Regions from separate parts of the Mus musculus genome. Here region 2 is linked to region 1. The links are chromatin contacts, called in public Micro-C maps. All regions are on one chromosome and are shown on one strand. Each heading gives the region's core, a stretch centred on a gene start, on an enhancer-like site or on the middle of the called end of the contact. The rest is flanking DNA. Distances are from core to core; before and after follow the strand shown. Region 1 holds the start of Tlr4 (toll-like receptor 4). Region 2 has its middle 67 kb from the start of Tlr4.

Region 1 (3,613 bases), core at 229-2,728:
ATACTGTGATTATAACTTTTTAAAATTAACAGTATTTTTCCCCATGTGAATGTCATGTATCTTAACTCATTGAACCAGTTTTGAGCTTCTGAGCCTACCTCACCCCGAATTCCTTCCTTGTTTGCTCAGTTCTATTGTGAGCTTCTAAGATAATTGCGTGGTCTGTGCAGGAGGAAAACAAGAATGAGTCATGGGTCAGATTACTCACGACTCAGTATTCGACCAAAACGGGAGTTACTGCCTTAGCAGTAACTAATTGATGTTTTAAGTTGCTCTGTCCCTCTCCTTCCCTCACCCCTCCCATTTCTTTATCTCCTAGAATTAGTTGCAGAATACTAAAATCACTTAGAAAAGTCTTTGTGTTTTTGTGTGTTTTGTTGTTTTATTTTTTAATAGAAATTCTTTCATTTAAGACAATTGTTCCCTTTATTCATTTGTGTGTGTGCTCATGCATATACACACCTGCCAAGGCAGACACTTGCAAGTGAGAAGACATCTTAAAGGAGGAGATTCCCTGCCTCTAACTTGTGAGGCTTGAGGCTTGAACTCAGATTTTCATCAGGCTTGGCAGCCACTGACCTTACCTGCTGAGCTACCACTCAAAGCATCTCAAAGATGCTTCGAAAGCAGCAGAAAAGACACAGCTACCTTCACTTGATTTGGAAAGGGAAGGAATGACCGCTAAAAGCTGAGTGGCCAGAGTTCCCACAGAAAGCCCTGAAATTACAGCCTACTTACATTTTTCAGTGATTACAGTCATGCTTTCGTCCCGTGAATACTGGCCTCAGAGACGTTCAGTAAGTTCTTTAACGACTCTCAGGTATGTCACAGAACAATGACTATAAACTAGTTTTACTAATTTCAAGTCCCTAAATCATGACTCAGACGCCTTAAATGAAACAAGACACCCCTGGCTGCCTGTTCCTGCCCTGTGTTAACACTGAGGCTTTTTGTTGCCAAGGCTTCTCAAGTTTTTGGTTAGTTTAACTCCTTCGTGCAAAATAAACTAAGCAGAGCACACACAGGGAGCTCTGAGCTGTGGATAGTTTTGAGAAACAAGGCAGGCTAGCAGGAAAGGGTGTGATCACATGCGATCAAGACACATACCTCTATGCAGGGATTCAAGCTTCCTGGTGTCAGGCAGGAGAAGAACAGTGCCATGATCAGAGTCCTAGCCAGGAGCCAGGGAGGCATCATCCTGGCATTTTCTGCAACCAGTGGAGGCCATGAGAGAACATGACGATCTGTAACTGGTGGCAGCGCAGAGTCCCTGGGACACCTGCCTCTTCCCTCCCAGTGGGTGCCCCTCTGCAAGTACTATATTCAAAGAGGAAGTGAGAGTGCCAACCTTAGCATTCTCACTTTTGGTTTTGTTCTAGAATCGATCTGCCCCGTCGCAGGAGGGAAGTTAGAAGACTGAAGACTAGAACAGGAAGAAGGCGTTTGCTGACCGACTGGAGGAACAGCAAGAGGAAGCTGGCTTTCATCCCAGGAAGTCATCTGACCTCTGGGCTTGGTGAAGGCAGGGAACTGGCGTGGAGCAACATCCTCATTCCTTCTTTATTTTCAACAGAGGATGCTTACTGCTTCAGTTAGACTCCCAAGTCTCCCAGAGCACAGTATTAGGGACTGGATGTTTCAGACTAGAGGAACATATTTTCTCACAATGCTAGAGATTAAAACCCAGGATGAAGATATCATCAGTTGCCGTGTCTTGTGTCATGATGCTTTCTTTTACCTATGTGTGTACGTGTTCATTCGTTCACGGGGGGGATGTATATTTCGTGTGTGTGTGTGTGTGTGTGTGTGTGTGTGTGTGTGTGTGTGTGTGTGTGTGTGTGTGTAAAAGCCAGAGTTCACTATTGAGTGCCTTCTGCAGTTCTCAGTTCTCAATCTTCTTTTATTATTAATTACTATTTATTATTGGAAACAGGATCATAGTGTTTATTATTAAAAGGAGAACGTTCAGGAAAGATAGGAGCAGGCTCGTGAGCTGTGGGAGAAACTCAAGAGGCTCCACCATTGTTTTGGAGCCGAGGTCTCTAACTGAACCTGGTACTGATTCCTTGGCTATACTGACTGATCAGTTAAGTTTTGAGATCTCCCACCTGTAGCTAGCCTTTTCCCAGTGCTGGAATTATAGATATCAGCATTCGGGTTTTTGTTGTTTGTGATGTTGTTTTTTTACGATGTTTGCTTTTTATTTGTTTATTTATTTCATTTTTTTAAATGCTGTTACTGAGGATCTGCAGGTCTTCATGAATTTGAAACATTTTATCAACTGAGATATCTCCCTGGCCCCTGACCTCTTTTTTTAAAATAATCAGTTATATTGTATTAAGGCAGACCCATAAGACATTAGTTTACTTTAATTATCTCATTAAATTCAAGTCATAGGACATGGCACTGGGAGATGAATTTTTAAATTGCAGTCACAGAAACAGGCACAGCCTATGAATTTTAGGGAACAGTACATAATTCTACATGTGACACTGCTAGTGAAGAAGTAGTGAAGGGAATCAGAAGTTGCTGAAGTAAAGGTCAGGTCAGATGACTAAACACCAGATCACCTTGTCCAAATGATTTTATTTCCTGAGCCTCATTTTCAGCCCTGTAAACCTGAGAACAGTTTTTACCTCCCTCCTTCTTTACATATTTACATTATTTGACATATCTAAATACTAATATTTAGAATACATACACTTAGAAGGCTATGTGATTCTGCTTGGATCATCTGTGGACTGCTGGCATGTGGTAGCTTCCCAGGGAAGCTTCTGATAAGAAGATGAAAATACCAGCAACCTCCAACCTCCACTGAGACTTCAGGAGAACTGACCTGCATTATGAAACTTCTATCCCCAAATCCCCCTTTTCACCATATAAAACCCAAGCCCCCTGCAAAATTATGTACAGTCTCCACTTCCATGGAGAGACTGGGTCCCTTCATTGTTCTGATTCAAAGATCCATCTGCCTCTGAAGAGAAAAAAAAAAAAAAAGATGCATGACAGCAGTCAAGCTATACAAGCCAGTTCTCCATTTGCTACTATGAGAATGAAGGTATAGAGTTGGGAAGATAGCTCATCAATTAAGAGTCATTTCTGCTCTTCTGAAAGAAAGGGGTTTGCTTCCCAGCACCCATATGCTATCCCACAACCATCTGTAACTCTAATTCCAGGGAATCTATTTCTCTCCTCTGACTCGCATGGACACTGCATGTGATAGTCATACAAATATGTAGGTAAACACTCATACATGAATGAAAATAAAAAGAAAAATCTTTAAATAAATAGAAGATTATCTATCTTGTGTGGTTGAATTAAATTAATCATAGCACAGATCCTCATTATATCCCATAAAAGACAACTATGGCAATTATAAAAATAAAATGTGGGCAATATAAGGATAATCATACTTCCTCAAAGAGTAGTTGTAAAGCTGTTAGAGCCATGCCTGAGGAAAAGCAAGTTCATATAAGTTTCTGATGAATAGAAGGATAAACATCACTAGTCCAGTCGATACCCCCAAGGTGTGTCATAAGAACCTCAAATGTATTTTAGCTACAACAAAGCTGCAAAAGTCTAGATCACCATCAATCAGGTTAGAATTCTCTCA
Region 2 (3,437 bases), core at 574-3,073, 67 kb before region 1:
AAAGAAAAGAAAAGAAAGGGGAAGGGAAGGAAAGGAAAGGAAAGGACAGGGAAAAGGAAAGGGAAAGGAAAGAAAGAAATGCAGATAATGTTCCTTTGGGACAATTAGTGGAGCATGAAGGTTATCTAGTTGTGGCTGCTAGGGACCCAAACTTAAATTCCCTTGCTTGCCTGGCAGGCAGTTTACTTGCTGAGCTATCTCCCCAATTCCCCTAACTCCCAGATATGTAAATTCCCAAAACTCACTGTGAACCTTCTAAATTAGAAGAACTGAAGGTGGGGCCTTCAGAGTTCTGCATTTCAACAAGCTCTTTTAGAGATATCAGGACCCAGTGGTCTCATGCACAGTATTCTCTAACTTCTACCTCTCAAAGCTACCTGAAGCAGGAGGCATGAGAGTGAAGCAGTGCTAAAAATGAGTGGAAAGTTGTTGGTAAGTGTGCTTGATTTTCTTTTGCTTGTTAGGTAAAATTTCTGTGGTATCTGTTACATGAAGAATCTGATTACCAAAGTAGCTGAACTAATTCTTATTGTTCATTTTTTGATTCATACAAGCATATTCATTCTACAAATTTTTGTGTAGCATCTATATTAGGCATTTTTTTAATAATAAAGATACAACCGAAAGAAACATTTCCTGGCTGAATGTTGTTAAAAAAGAATAGAGGTGATCATATCAACAATATAACAAAAGTCTGCTGTAAGAATTAAAAATCAATGTTTTTGATTTACAAAATAAACAAAATATATATGTAAGGATGTTCCAGTTAAACTAGGATCAGGAAACAGCTCTTTGAAGATGTGATATTTAGCCTAAATGGAGGGATGGATAAACAGGCTTAACCAAGAAGAATGACACACTATTGTCATTGTGTTTAAGACACTAAAAGGAACAAATACATAGAGAGCAGAGGACAAAGAAAAGTTGTCTAGTCGGTATTAAGACAGTTGACGAAGACACTAAACACGTTGGCTGTAGGATATATGGGGAATCAAGGTGGAGCTGAGTGGGACTTTGGCTCCAGCTAGCCTTCATAAAGCCAGGTTGTGCTATGTAGGCTTGGGGTGGAAACTCACTGACAGTTTCACCCAGATCAGAGGCCAGGGAGGTACAATAATGATCTACTGAACAAATATGTGCTCTACTGCAATAGTGGCATGACCACTGTTTGGGTGGCTTGAGATTGAATCACTATAGGGTGAACGAATCAAAATGAAGCCTAGCAAACCATGGTGAACTGGGAACGATTCACTTCCAAAGGGTCCCAGTGGAGGCAGCGAGGACTGTAGCAGAAGCAATGGAAACAGAAAGAGCCCATAAAGGCATCCACTGCCAGAGCCCAAACAAGTAAGTATTCAACGGGCTCGCATAGACGGTAAAACAGTGATTTAAAGAGCTGAGGCCTCATGGCTGTGGCAGGTTGACAGTTTCTGGAATTCCTTCCAAGCTTTCTGGACCCAGAGAGAGCTGCTAGACTTACCAAGTGGGTAAGGAAGAGATTTAGACCTCGGTGTTCTTCCACGATGACCTTAGGGAAGCCCTTGCTCTTTCTAGAGCTCCCTCCCATCACCAAGCCTCTGAGTTTCTTTCCCTAAGTGTTGCCTTCCTACTCTTCTTTTCAACTGAAAATCCCCTGAGAAATTAAAGCGCTGAACTCTCTGTGCCTGTCAGTTCTCTACTGACAGAGGCAGGTAACAGGGTTCCTTGGTTACAAGGCTAAAGTAACACTGTGCTGTGACCCTGGTTTCCCTCTAAACCCAGGTCAGGGCAGGCGTGTGATGTGACTGACACTTCTTACCCCACACATGGCCCCTGGTGACTGGAAGTTGACACCTTCACCAGCCCTCCTCCCAGGGTGTCCCGTCATCTCTCTAGAAGAGCTGTCAGCACATCTTTGGCATTGCTGACAAATGACTCATTTCCAGCCACACACAAAAAAAAAAAAAAAAAAAATTCTATCTTTGCTTTTTTGAAGTTTCAGAGTCCCTCCCCCATCCCCTGCTCTTCTGACAGCTTCACTCTAGCAACTCTTTATGTTAAAGCCAGTGTAATTATGCCAGATAGGGTTCAACTCCATTACAGTTCATTCTCAATTACAGATGCTGATATACCTGCAATGTCCTGCTTGCCTTAATGTTCCCGTGGACCGGACCTACAGTCTAAAACCTAGGGTCATAAAACCTATTGTTTCCCCCAATTTGATACGACCCACTATCCTATCCCAGGGTATTTTTGCCCTTCCTGTGAGACACTTTCTTCTCTCTGTCTTCCCAAGGTAAAAAAAAACAAAAAAAACAAAAACAAAAAAAAAAAAAACAAAAACAAAACAAAAACACAAACCAAAAAAATTCTTCCTCAGCAGTGTCCTTCTTCATGATGTATATAAACATGATCTGTCACTTAAGGCACGAAAGGGGCAAATTCATACTTTACCAACTTGGCTCTATCTCAGCCAGGCTGTCACCTGGCTTTCTTCCTTCTTTTTTCTTGACACTTCTCCAGTGCTTAAGGCAATGCCTCTGGATCAAACTGCCATTGCTCTATTCTAGAGTTTTGAAAAATATTCCATTTCCTCACCTCTATTCCTGATCATTCCAGAGACCCCAAAGTAATTACTCTAAAATACAGATCGTCTGCAATAACTACTTTTAACCCTTCCATATCAACCTGCTGATCCAACTTGGATTCAAAATCGAATGTAAATGCTTCTTGCTTCTCTTGACTCTAGACCACTTCTGTCAGTGTCCTTGGAAATTTCTCCTTTCAGGCCACTGTATCTCTTTGATCATTGTTGCATACAATGTCTACTTTTTTCTTTGTTTGATAACAGTTGCTTATTCTTTAGGGCTCATCTTACATCCATGAAAAATTTCATAGCAAACCAGTTTCAAAAGGATCACATGGCTGTCTCCTGAGAGGCTCTGCCAGAGCCTGACAAAGACTGAGGCAGATGCTCACAGCCAACCATTGCACTGAGTGTGGGGTCCCAGATGGAGGAGTTAGAGAAAGGACTGAAGGAGATGAAGGGGTTTGCAACCCCATAGGAGGAACAATATTATCAACCAACCAGACCTCCCAGATCTCCCAGGGACTAAGCCATCAACCAAGAAGTACACATGGCTCCAGCTGCATATGTAACAGAGGATGCCCCAGTGAAGGATAATCGAGGGTGGGGAGGTGGGAGTGGATGGTTGGGTGGGTGAAGACCCTCATAGAGGCAGGGGGAGAGAAGATGTGATAGGAGGTTTCCAGGAGGCAGGGAAACGGGAAAAGGAGATAACATTTGAAATGTAAGCAAAGAAAATATACAATTAAAAAAAAAGGATTGTTGCTTGCTGACAGGAACCTGATATAGCTGTCTCCTGAGAGGCTCTGCCAGTGCCTGATAAATACAGAAGTAGATGCTGACAGCCATCCATTGGACTAAGCACTGGGTC

Evidence for each region. Hi-C and Micro-C count contacts between places; a contact is called where the count stands out from the background.
Region 2: a Micro-C map of muscle stem cells shows a contact between it and region 1, with 2.0 times the contacts expected there. The contact joins the enhancer-like site here to the promoter of Tlr4 in region 1. A contact is called at or near these places in 2 of 39 promoter capture datasets (the 3T3-L1 cell line and macrophages), 6 of 484 Hi-C or Micro-C datasets (macrophages, muscle stem cells, myocytes and 3 more), 2 of 115 datasets of contacts at active chromatin or transcription factors (the 230-238 cell line and bone marrow-derived macrophages) and 1 of 9 other capture datasets (adipose tissue).

What each region holds. Positions count from the first base shown.
Region 1 is chr4:66,825,416-66,829,028 of GRCm38.p6, reverse strand. Tlr4 (toll-like receptor 4) reads right to left here and starts at 1,478. Exons shown (of 3, transcript NM_021297.3): 1 at 1,108-1,478. The coding sequence starts at 1,197.
Region 2 is chr4:66,893,162-66,896,598 of GRCm38.p6, reverse strand. No RefSeq gene overlaps it. Among named protein-coding and RNA genes, the nearest start is that of Tlr4, 67 kb to the right of the region's middle. RefSeq lists an enhancer at 1,309-2,207. Within about 2 kb of position 1,823, at least 45 of the 459 cell types and tissues checked have an H3K27ac peak or open chromatin away from gene starts, as enhancers often do. A contact at or near this core is called in bone marrow-derived macrophages, muscle stem cells, myocytes and 1 more, where this site is marked.